2 separate regions of the Manis pentadactyla genome follow, and region 1 is linked to region 2. Evidence: chromatin contacts called from public Hi-C data. All regions are on one chromosome and are shown on one strand. Each heading gives the region's core, a stretch centred on a gene start, on an enhancer-like site or on the middle of the called end of the contact. The rest is flanking DNA. Distances are from core to core; before and after follow the strand shown. Region 1 holds the start of FAM3A (FAM3 metabolism regulating signaling molecule A). Region 2 holds the start of FLNA (filamin A).

Evidence for each region. Hi-C and Micro-C count contacts between places; a contact is called where the count stands out from the background.
Region 1: a contact with region 2 is called in a Hi-C map of fibroblasts, with 6 times the contacts expected there. The contact joins the promoter of FAM3A here to the promoter of FLNA in region 2. A contact is called at or near these places in 2 of 3 Hi-C or Micro-C datasets (fibroblasts and skin fibroblasts).

What each region holds. Positions count from the first base shown.
Region 1 is chrX:146,411,996-146,417,847 of mManPen7.hap1, forward strand. FAM3A (FAM3 metabolism regulating signaling molecule A) reads right to left here and starts at 3,174. Exons shown (of 9, transcript XM_036923580.2): 1 at 2,937-3,174; 2 at 1,319-1,432; 3 at 758-781. The coding sequence starts at 2,949.
Region 2 is chrX:146,268,039-146,274,638 of mManPen7.hap1, forward strand. FLNA (filamin A) reads right to left here and starts at 4,459. Exons shown (of 47, transcript XM_036887127.2): 1 at 4,304-4,459; 2 at 743-1,230. The coding sequence starts at 1,115.

The sequences.
Region 1 (5,852 bases), core at 1,924-4,423, 140 kb after region 2:
CCCACCCTGCCCACACTGTGGCTTCAGGCTTCTGGCCTCCAGGACTGGGAGAGAAGAAATCTCTGTTGTTTAAGCCACCCAGTGTGTGGTGATCTGTCATGGCCACCCCAGGACACTGACACAGATTTTGAAACCAGGAAGTGGAGGGCTGCTGCAACCAATCTCCAAAACTGGGGGAATGGCTTTGGAACCAGATGATGGGGAGAGGCTGTAGAGTTTGGAGTTGCATGCTAGAAAAGGCCTAGACTGCCTTGAGAGACTGTTGGTAGGAATATAGCTGTTAAAAGTAATTCTGGTGAGAACTTAGAAGAGAGAAGAGCAGTAGAGAGAACTTCTGTCATCTTGGAGAATGCATACATCATCATGATCACAATGTTGCTAGAAGTGTGAACATTAAAGTTGCTTCTGAAGAGACTGCAGATAGAAATGAGGATGTTGGAAGAAAGACTTGGCCAGATTATTTTCTAGTGTTTTGTGGAAAGTAGACTCTTCTCAGGCCTTGAGACCTAATGGCATTTGCCCTACTGGGTTTCAGACTTGTTTGGGACTATTTATTGTAGTTTCTCCATTTTGGAATGGGAATGTCTACCCTATGCCTCTCCCCCAGTGTATTCTTGGAAGAGGTAACTTGTTTTCTAGGTTCACAGCAAGAGCCCCAGTGGGCCATGATGGCTAGTTTGGGGAGGGATGGAGAACAGAAATGCTGGAGGACTGGGACAGGCACAGGGGAGGAGCAGGGAGGTGAGAGGAGCCTTACCTGCAGTCACTGAGTCCTCTGGGCCTGTGGGTATAGAGAGTTGTTTCTGTTAGTGTGGAAGCCTCCTGGGGCCTGCAGCAGGGCAGCCTGGCCCTACACCATGAAGTCAAGGTGGAGGGGCAGTTAGGCTCAGGCACATTCCTGCTCAAATCTCAATGACGTTCATATGCAAAGCTCCCTGCTCCAGGAAAAGGGTAAATCAGAATTGTAAAAAGTACTTAGGTGACCTGTCACCAGTAAGAAGGGTCGAGTGCCCTCCCCATCTCATAGCCCAGTGGAGGACCTGCAAGGAGCAAGCAGGGAGCAAGCCCCTCTGCCCCTCACTCAGACCCCAGTGACTCCACCTGGACACAGAACTGTGATTAGTGGGGCCTGGCATTCCCACGTGAAGCACATGGGTGGGTGGGGGCAGGCTGTGCCAGGTGCCTCCCGAGACAGACTAGTGGCAGCTGGAGGTGGCTGGCCAGGAAACCTGGGCCACCCCCTGGAGCCTCAGCCCCCAGGCCCGGGCAGCCACCCTGGTGACCTCCATGAGGAGGCAGGGAAGGGGCCCACACTCACTGGTGAAGAGTTGCTGGATGTGAGGGAAGCCGCTGCCAGGCCCACCTCGGAGGACGCTGACTATGATCCAGGTGAGGCCCACGATGACAACCAGGGCCACGATGCGGAGGGGGCCTGGAGGCAGGACAGACACAGGCGAGGCCACCTCAGAGGCCAGCGAGCTGTGAATGACCCTCCGGCCTGCCACGACTGGATCTTCCCATCCCCTTGGGAAGAAGTGACCAGAGGACAGGAAGGCGGGAACCTCCGGCCACCCCACCAGGCCTGAGAAGGGAGCTCGGGCTCCTGGCAGGTGGAAGGAGGACTCTGAGTCCAAGGCTCTCCACGTGGTTCTCCCTGGCAGGTGTGGAGGTGCTTTCCAGAAATCACTGCTCGAGAGAGCCCCAGTGCTCCCCCAGGAGTCCCCCAGCTTCCTGTCTCTGAGGCTGCCAACAGGTTTGTGTCCCACCCGCTCTGTCCTCTTTTCCTCCTGCAGTGATGGAGGGGGTGGCCCCTACTCCCTTTGGGGACCAGTCCCTCACCTGCTGAGAGCTGGAGCCTGAGCTCTCCCCCCTGCTCAGACTCCCTGTCAGAGCGCTCGTTCTGTCTCACCCTTTCTCCTGGAGGTTCAGCGGCACCTCCTGTCGTAAGGCAGCACGGAGGGGAAAGCCCTCCGTCAGAGTCACCTCCCTCCAGCCGCTGACCACTCGCCCTGGCCCTCCTCTTCCCCACCAGTTCCTCGAGTCATCCACTCGCTGGGTCACCTGTCGGCCCTGCTCTGGTCTTCCTTGACCTCTCGGTTGGCTGCCCAGGACCTCCTGCTGGAGATACGCCCGTGTGCGCTGGTTTCCAGGACAGCACGCTCTAACCCTGGCTGGACACTCGCCCCTCTCTGCTTAGATCAGCTCCCCCCCCCCCGCCTCCCCTCGCGTCCCCTGAAAAGCTGGGCTTTCCCAGGCTTCTGTCGGAGTACCTTCTTTTCCTGTCCTCTACTTTCCCTCTACGTACAGGTGCTCTCACTTACTCTTGGCCTCCAATTAACCCCCACGGAGCACTGACTCTATTTTCCTGCCCCAGTCGCTACTGTTCTTGAGGCCACACCCTCCCAGCCAGTTCCTCCTGGAGGGCTCCTCTGGGACACATCTGTAACACTGCAACCTTGGCAAGCTTGAATTCCAGTTCTGGAGTTCTGCTCTCCACCCCAACCTGTCCCTCCCGAAGCCATGCCATCTTCACTGTAGTGGTCCAGCTGACAGCAGGGCTGGCGCCACTTTTTGTGCAAGTCCACCGCCACTCCGGTCAGCCTCTCCTCTAAGACCACGCCTCCCCACCTCGCTGTACTCCACCCAGCCGCCAGGCTCCGTGGAAGCCCTCTTCCAACTCATTTTCCAACCAGGGGCCAGTTCTCCGAGTTGGGAGAAGTGTACTGTCCTAATCTTCACCTCACAGCTTAGGAAGCTGAAGTCTTTGGAGGTGAAAGGACTCAGTCAAGGTCACAGAATGAGTGTGCAGAGCTCTCCGTCTCCAAAACTAAGCCCAGTAGTCCACCGGGGGCCTCCAGACACAGACCTCTGTACACCTGGGACTCCAGCTGGGTCTCCTTTCCAGCCGCCTCCCGTTCACTGTGGAAGGCACTCACCGGCCAACCTCATGTCCAGTTCTCTCGCTGGGTTGGGGCCGCCAGCAGGCGCAGTGTTTGGAGGCCGTGCGCTCCGGGGTCAGCAGAGCAGAAGAGGAGGTTTGGGGGGGCGCAAATGGTGCACCGACTTGTTCGTCCAACCCCCTGGCCAGGCTCCTCGGGAACGCGGAGAAAAGCCCTATCAGGACAGGAGAGGGCCTCGGGAACCCGTCGGCTCGCGACAGTGCCCACGGGAGCCTCTGGACCTGGGAGGTGGAAATGGTTCTCGGGGACTCAGGCCCCTCCCGTGGGAGGCCCCGAGCTCGGGCCGCCTTCCCGGGCCTGGTGGCGGGCGACACGGGCTGCGCCGGCCGGAGACTTGCCTGACCGTGGGTAGATGCGAGCTCGGTGGCGGGCCGCCCTGGAAGGCCAGCCGTCCAGCTCTGGCGGGCGCGGGGGAAGTGAAGCAGGAACGCTGCGCGTCCCGACAGGTCCCGCAATGGCGGCCGGGGGCGGGGCCCCGGGGCCCCAGGGCCCAGCCCACCGGCGCCACGCCAGCCGCCCGCTCCCGTTCCCCCCGCCCGGCCCCCGGGTGGGAGGGGCCGCGCCTGCTTCGCTTCTGACGTGAGCACAGGGCTCCTATGGCCCCGCCCCCACCCGCGAGAGCCCTGCCCCGAGGTCTACCCTCAGACCCCTTCCTAGGGGCTGGGGGACGTTCGAGCCCCGCGGTCGGATTCCCGAAGCCTGGATAGGTTCCGAGAGGCGGGCAGATCTAGGGGCATAATTAGAAATTGTTTTAAAGTTGATATATGTGCTTTAAGGACGTGGTGGTACAGAAGAGCACACAGGGGAAACCACTAGAATGCGACGAGACAGAGGCGACCAGGCTCAGCCTTCCAACGCCTTTCCCCGCAAGCCTGTTGTCTAAGTGCGTTCACACTCAGGATCGCTCTGATGATTGGAGGAGCGTCTCGACGGCCCCACTGAAAAGCTCCTGCCTATTCCTCTGGCCTCCTTCAGGAAGGCCTTCCTGGCACCAACTGCACCCTGATCACCTCCCGCATTGGCAGAGCTGCGGCCACCCTTTAGCTGGACCCATCTTTCTTTCTGGTGGGCGGTAGCTGGGCGGCAGGAGAATCGCAGATACATCCATGCCCTCTGACCTTGACCCCACTTACAGGAAGAACTTTTCTAAGAAAAAATCCAAGATACTGAGAATGCCTATAGAGCCAGACAATGACAGTAGAATCCAGTAGCTTCTACTCTGGCATACAGAACAGCCTCTCATCCTCCATAACAAGATGAAGGTAATCAGTTTCAGGACCCTGCTGCTGTAGTCAGGAGTATTTGGCTTCTGTCATGAAATCTGAGATCAGAGATAATGCTTACCATATGCCAGACTCTCACATATTTGTGGGGATCAAACCTTGGGCACTGTGTCCTCCTAAGTAGTCTTTCCTGCTTGTAGTTGTGGGGCCCAGGAGAGGGAAGTCCCAGCTACTCACACTCTTGGGTTGCCAGTCACTGGGCATGTGACTGGTAGTTCTGAGAGGACAGTGTTTACATCTTGCTCAGAGCAGGCATTTTGGAAAGGCTGGTTTAATGAGTCCCCATGAGGGTCCAGGGCACATCCACCATTCCCAGAGGTACCTTATGAGTGATGGGCCAGAGGCCTGGGATTCTTCTGTGCCGCATGGTACTTCCCTGGGTGCCTTGCACAAGTACCTTATTTTCCTCTAAGAGTGTTTTTCAATGGGGATGTAGAGAGGATTAGACTTTCATGTCACAGACCCTCATGTCCCTGCCCTAATGCAGGGAAGCAGTGTGAGGCAGCAATGTGTCCTCTGGGCCCCCTTACCTGTAGCCCAGTGTTGCTCCCCTAGCTGAGGTGCCAGTTGGCTGATTTATCTTGGATCCTTACGTATCTGCCTGTTTAGGCACCAGAGTTGACAGTTGATTCCCTCACCTGGTAACTTTCCCTTCCTCAGTGTAGACATGGAGTGCTGAGCTGGGCCTGCATGCTTATGCCCCAGTGTAGGCTCCTCATGCCTCTATCCCAGAGTAGGTACCCAGAGCTGAGGTCACAGTTGGTGGCTCTCAATTGGGCTGTTGTGTCTTTCTTCTGTGTAGGAATCCAGAGCTGAGGTGACAGTTGACTTCTCCTACCTAGTCCTTCATGTCCCTGCTTGTTTAGTGACCCAGAGCCAAAGTGGTAGCTGAATGACCTCAGTGATCCCCCATTCTCCTTTTCAGTATGGACGTCAAGATTTGTGCTTTCAGTTGACTGTCCTCACCTGGGCCCTCATGTCTCTGCCCCAGTGCAGGCACCCAGTGTGAAGTGATAGTTGATGGTGCCCAGTGGGACCTTATAACTTGCTCAGCCCCTCCTCCTCCTTCCTAGTGTACAGATCAATGCCCCAGTACAGCACCCAGATATGAGTTGATTGCCCTCACCTGGGCCCTGGGCCTGTCACAGTGGAGACACTCAGATCCTCAGATCAGATTGGGAGGTCCCCACACACCTCCCTGTGCAGTCAGCACATGCTGAGGGCCTGGGAGGAGCCAGTGCATCCCTCCTTTACTCAGGGCTCCCATGCTTCTGGAGCGTCCTTCTAGGTGATGCCATGCCAGCTGACTCCCCAGGGGAGGGCTACCCTAGCAAACTTCTCTGCTAGTCTCCCAGTCTGTAAACATGTGGGCTTCTGAACACAAAGACCCCTGCGGGGTGAGGAAGGGCCCCTGTCCTTTATTTGCTCTGAGATCCATCTGCAGTTCCAGGATGGTGGGCTGTGGCTGCTGTGGACTTGGATGGCTCATGCTTACCCAGGCAAGGCATGGCTGTGTGTTCAGGGACCAGTTTCGCCCCCTTGCGGACTACCTACCATCTTGGGCCTTTTGAAACCCATTGCAGGCCTGTGGCTGCAGACCCTCTGTACA
Region 2 (6,600 bases), core at 3,209-5,708:
ACTGGCGCCGGGCCCAGTAGTCAGCCCAGTGCATGCTGAAGTACCTCCCAAGCAGCTCCTGCATTCTAGAAGCAGAAAAGCAAGTCCTACATGGCAGGAAGAGCTTCGCCCAAGATCAACACTTAGTGTCTAAGTAGACTACAGGCCAGCTCCCTTCACTGACCAACACCCAGACTCATCTAAGGTGCCATTTTGTTAGCAATGGTCCTCTCTGGCCCCCTAAGTTCCCCGGGGAGATCTAAAGTAGGGGTTGAAGCCATCTCCAGGGGGAGGGCCCATCTTCCATGATCAAAAAAAGGTGAGCCTTTGACAATGGGACCCACAAGCTCCAACCCCGTTTAGGAACCACAGCGGCGACTGAAGGCCAGAAGGCCCTCAATCAAACCCCTCAAGGTGGCCGGTGCACCCGTCGTTCTCCCCCAACTCCGCCAGGCCCACTCCCACCACGGGTGCAGCAGCGGGGGCACGGCCTGCGGAGGATGTGAGCTCAGCCTGGGCACAGGCCAGCCCGGGGCGCGGCTGGTGAGGGCGCCTAGCGGTCCACACGTCTGTCCGGCCAGCCTGCACGCCTTTGTTCTCGAGGCCAGAGTGCAGCTGCGCGGCCCAGGGGCCCCCGGGATAGCGCCACGGCGAAAGGGAGTGGCTAAGAGGGGTCGACGAGGGAGGGTTGGGGGAGACGGGAAGACGCACTGAGCTCCCGCCCTCGTCCTCCCCACGCCACGGAGCGGCCCCACGCCCTCACCGATGGACACGAGTTTGATGCTCTCGCGGTCCAGGAACTCGAGCGCGACCGACACGTTCTCGAGCTGCATCTGGCGGAAGGTGGGCCTCTGGTTGTGTTTGCGGTGCATCTTCTTCTGGCTGAGCACTTCCAGCAGCGCGATGAGCCGTAGCCCATCGCTCAGATCCGTCTGCAGGTTGGCGATGCGCTTGCTCACGCACTTCAAGTGCTCATTGCACCAGCGCGTGAATGTGTTCTGCTGGATCTTCTTCCACGGCGCGTCCTCCGCCAGGTCCTTCTCGGTGGCCGGCATCTCCGCGTCCCGCGTATCGACTCCGCCACCCGGAGCCGCGCCCGCCGCGCTCTGGCCCGCCCGAGAGTGGAAGCTACTCATTTTGAGGCTCGAGGAGCCGAGGGGCGGTGCTGCAGCCTAGGCGAGGGGACGTCCCTTTAATTAAAGTCGCAGGGACCTCTGAGTGCGCAGAGCGATGCAGACAGCCGAGGTTGCACTGCGGAAAGAGCGAGCCCTTTAAATGGGGGCGAGGGGCGGGGATAGGGGTGGGGCGAAGTGGGGCGGGACCACGGGTGGGGCTTCGGGATCGCGCCCTCCCGGCGCGGCCCAGTTGGAATGCCACCCTCTCCAGCCGCCTCCCCAGCGGTCTGACCTGACCCCTGGGAGGCTAGGGGAGCATAGTGGGGCCTAGAAGGGGTCTAGAACGTACTCAAGCCCCGCGGCCTCGCGTCTTCACTGCAGGAAACCCTGCAGCGTGGAAACGCTGCGCAGCGTCTGGCGCTGGACCACTTGGCCTGCCTCGGCCACGCCATACAAGGGACTTTACTTACCCAAGGCCCCTGCGAGGGGGTGGCATGGCTCGCCCACCCCCAAGTCACTTGGATTCCCCCCGTCCCCGCAGCCACCGCTAACCCCCTTCTGCAGGCGCCGGCGCTCGGGGTTCCCGGCTGCACCCGAGCCAGCGGCCCTGGCAGCAGCTGAAAGGGGCCCGAACCTACAAGCGAGCCCTCGGAGAGCCCGGGTCCCGGGCCAGGCTCTGATGGGAGCGCCTTGCGCGCGTGCGCCACGCCATGCAAGCGGCCGCCCCCCCAGACCCTCTGCCCCGGGCCGGCCTTCCCGCTCTGCACGGCCCTGGCCCGCGCACCTGCGCCCGCCTGTCCCCACCGCCTCTCTCCCTCACCACTCCACCCCGGAGAAAATGGGGCACTGGGCCAGGAGGCCACCAGCACTCCAGGAGCAAGCAGTCTTGGAAGGGGCCGGGCGTGCCAGTGGGCACTGGCAGAGGGTGCCGTGTGATGCGTGCAGAGACCGCGAGCGTCTGCCTGACCCACTTTGCGGTCCACCTGGGACACTGGGGGGTTTCCTCTCCTGTGGGAGTGGACCCTGAGCCCAGTGTGACCTGGAAGGTGGCCAGGGAACGGGTACAGGGGCTGTTCCAATAAGGCTTGCCAGGCAGGCAGGCACTGAGCACCTGGGTCTGGGTGGGCTTCAGGGCCTGTGGCAGTGCAGAGAGGGTCCTGGAGGACAGGGGTGCCAGGGAACTGAGGGGGGTGAGACACGGCAGGCTGCCAAGGCCTGCTGAGGAGCCTGGAGTGTGTCCCCGGGACAATGGGGAGCAATCTGCTCAAAATTAATATTCTGGTAGACAACTCTCGAGACAGAGGGGGGCTGCTGCGGGGAGACAGACCAGCAAAGGTACAGGGACAAGAAGCCTGTTAAGGACACTCACTTCCATCTTCTTTAGTCAAGAGAAAACAGCTTACCCATGCCTTCCTTCCCAGAGTGGACTCACTCCTCCCACTCCTGTGCACCTCCCTTCCCTCTCCAATGTTCCCTTCTTGACATCTTTTTTCAACAAAAGCATGTCATTGTTCCTACTGTTTGATTCCTAGATTGAGCTGCAGAATAGTGGTAATTAAATTATGTGCTAAAGACCAGGGAGAGAGGAGGCCCTGGATGAGCCCAAGTGTCATGCCCAAATATGGTTGATTCTCGTAGAGCACTGAGTGTCTTCATTGCCCACAGTGGGGCTGTGGTCGCAGCCAGCATCTCCCCTGCCCTGTAGCATGCTCACTTTGGGGCTATCACCCCACTGGTTCTTCCTCACCAGTTGTGAGGGGTCCAAATGGCATTCTCCAGTGTGAGGCCCACCTCCTGTGCACTCTCCCCTCTTCTGACCACTTTCAGACACACCTGCACACAGCTCCACACCACAGCATCTGGGAACTGGGGTGCGGGACGGAGGGAGAGCTGTAAAGGGGGAACAAGAACGGATCCTTCCTTGCCAGGCCCCATTCAAGACAGGTGAATGTGGCCCTTCTGGTCCATCTCCCTGCCCCACTGGAGTGCAAGTTTCCAAGGACAGAATTACATCAAGAATTGATTTGCTCTCCACTAAGTGCCATCCAACTGGGTTCATTCCTTAATCTTCAGAAAGTGGGGAAACTGAGTCAAGGTAACTGACCAGTAGTCAACTCCAGCAGAAAAGGGGACAGAAGCTAAGGGTTCCAGCCTGAGGCTTTCCGTATTTGGGGAGACAAGAGATGGCGTTCTTGTCCATAGGGAACAAAGTACACCACCAGGTGGCGCCCCATCCCAAAGCCCCCAGATCGGGCAGTCCTTGGAAGTCAAAATCCAGCTCTTTCATATTTTCCCTTATTTGGAGTAGATTCTTGGATGTTAGACACACTCCGCCCCCTACCCCAAGCCAGGCTGTCAGACCCCAGGCCAGGCCCTCCCACAGGGGCGCCTCAGCTGGTAAAGAAAGCTGCAGAATGGCACGGTGAGAAGAGACCCGAGCTCCCATCTTCACCGGGAAGCCTAGCGCATGTGCAGGTGGGCCTGCCAGTGGGCTTCACCTACTTTTCCTGAACCCAGGTGGCATGGGAATCGGGGGACGTTGCTGCTCACACCCTGGCTGGCAGTGAACATCCAGCTCAGGGCCACCTGGGATATGGGCCCAGGACCCAGCCCAGGAATCCGGTGTGTTGGAGGAGCCCCTGCTTCCTGTACCTGGTCACAACCCCTGCCCTAGCCACAGAGCACAGCAGCCCGGGAAACAACTGCCCTGTGTCCAACCAAGGCAGCTGATGCCCTGAGGGCTAGTGCCAGCAATGAACCCACTGTCACCCTCCCCGGGGGACACACCGTCCATGAAGTATCCTTCCAGGTAACCATTCACCCTGAGCCCACATAATGTCCTGCTCCTAGTGCCCATCCTTCCAAGACAGTCATAAGTTACACACCGGCTGGCTCATGGATGGCCACACCAGCCTATATACTGCCAAACGCTCAGACACCCTCTCTCTCAGGGACCACCGTGGCCTTGGGCTCCCACACTCCTGGGCACCGACAGATTCTCGGGTGAGCGAGGGAAGGCAGTCCCTGGACGGTGCACTCCCAGGCACCAGGGTCGCCCCCAGAGCTCTCAAAGCCCAGCTGCATCTGGCCTGGGTGCGCGCCGGCACCTGTGTTCTCGGAGCCTCTCTGCCTACCTTCGCCACCGCCGCCCCAGGTCTGCGAGCAGTGCTGTGACCGTCCCGCTAAGAGCCCAATCACTGAGGCCTCACCTGCTGTCCCTGCGGGCGGCCGGCGACCGCGGGGTGGCGCCTGGCTCGCTTTCGCGCCCGCACCCGGCGCCTCGGGGCTCCGCTGACGGTCGCTGCACGCCGCGCGCCTCCACGCGAATGGGCTGCCGCCCGCCTTCTTGTTGGCCGCACCCCCGCCCCGCGCCCGGCCCGGCCTGGCGAGAAAGCCTTAATTGGTAAAATTGTCCAGGAGCTGTGGGGCAGGGGGGTGGCGCGCCATGAGCTCAAGTGCCCGGACCGCCTGGCGACGCCGCCCCCCAGGATGAGCTCACCGCCCAGCGAGAGCCGCCCTGGGGAAAAGGGGGCTCGCCTCTAGAGCCCGCAGGGTCTACAGGGCCCACGTGTCAGCCCAGCTGGAAAGGCTACCTCTTCCAGGGAGCCGCCCACAGTCACGGCTCCCTGCATTTGCCTCAAGCCCTGCTGGCCAGGCAAGTCGGATTCTGCCCTCTGGGCTGGGGCACAACAGACGTTGCGGGTGTTCCTGAGTACCTACCACCCACAAGGCCGCAGTGGGGTGGGGACCGAAGCCTGGTGGTGAGCAAGCAATCCAGCTGCCACTGATCTGGCCCTTGCTGAACGCCAGGCCTGGCCTGGAAGTGGGCAGCAGAAACGTACTGCAGTGTAGTCCTGAAGCCTGGCAGTGTGCAGTGGGGTGCCGCAAAAGAGCCAGGTGTCCGTGAGCTGTGTAGGCACAGCCACAGCCTGGCACTGCCAGCTCCCTCTTCCTCTTTTTCGTGCTTATTTCCTGGTAGCTTCAGATTCGGCAGCTCAAATGTCACTTCCTCAGGAAAGACCACATAAAGCAGTGTTATTTAACATTTTGCCCACAGTCCCCAAGAGTTACATTTTACACCCTGCGCCTGCACGTGTGCAGTCACGTAAGTAGTTTGACAAATCACTGAAACAAACGTTTCACCAAATGAGACTTTCAGATCTTTCCCTTATGACCTGAAAAGCACTCTGCTGTTTTCTATTCTATTCTACATCATTAAAGGAGAGAAAGAAAAGAAAGGAGAGGGAGGGAGGAAGAAGTTTGGTCACACCTGCTAAATGAGTTAGGCGATCAAGCTACAGACACTAACAGGAAGGTGCTGATCACCCCCCCAGCCTCCCGGTAGCCACTGCTGCCTTTGCTGATTTGGCTGGGGATGGCCTTTCCACTTTGACCCAGGTGGGATCTCCTGGCAGTGCCAGGGTCTCTCTCGGTATTCCCTCCAGTGGGAACCCACGCCTCATTGACCCACACACACACACTGGGGAGGACAGTGGGTTATCATCACTTGATAGACGAGCACAGATGAGTGACCTGAGTTCAGACCCCTGAAGTGGCTGTGTTGGAGCTCATGACCAAGGCTGTCCTTTCAGGGAGGAAACCCACCGACCATAGGCATTGCAATCAGAGCCAGGGGTGCAATAGGTGTGGGGGAGGCATAAATGAGCTGGTGACCACGTGGCTGGACCTCCACACCCCTACTTCCATGTGAATACTCTTTACACTACTACCTCCCTCCCCCAAAACACACCCATCTCCCCCAAAACACTTGGTCCTTGGTCTGCATGTCTTCCAAGTCTAGGGTGGTTGTACAGCACTGGCTATTCCGTGGTGAAGATGGTAATAAATTAAAGACCTTTCCTCCTTTGAAGGTGTTGAAGGTTTTGGAAAATGCTAGAATCAGCTCCATTACTGCTTCCAAGGCCAGCTGAATCTCCAACTAGCCATGCGACTAGTACTGAGATTAACTGATGTGTTCCAGGGTGGGAACACAGGCATTCTTTAGAAGGCTTTGGTCAGCCAACCATTCAGTTTTATACTGAGTGTTATAATCTTCCACACATTAATTTTCACAATATTTGTCTTCTTACTACTTTTGTTACTGACCAATGTTTCAAGCATTCAAATACCAGGTAAAACCCAAAGGATCTTTAACATTCTTGAAGAGGAAAGTTGTTTTGTATTATACTAAAATATTAAGATTCTGATCTTAAATAAAATATTAATAGCCCAGTGAACAACTGTTCCCTTGGACTCTATGTATTGGTTGGTATTTTTCTGTATAACTTAAAGCCATTCCCATCCTTAAAGGAGAAACTATCTTCTCATTCTTGACTTGGAATCAGTAACTTCCTAGCCCTTTTCATCCTGGCTACAGTTCCAGATAAATTCCTCCCCTTTTTAAACTCTGGTCACCCTTCCCAGGAAGACTCCCCTGGAGAGCCCAAATTTCCCCCAACAGCCCCTCTGACCACTTGGAACCCCTGCTGGGCCCCACCACCTAGGT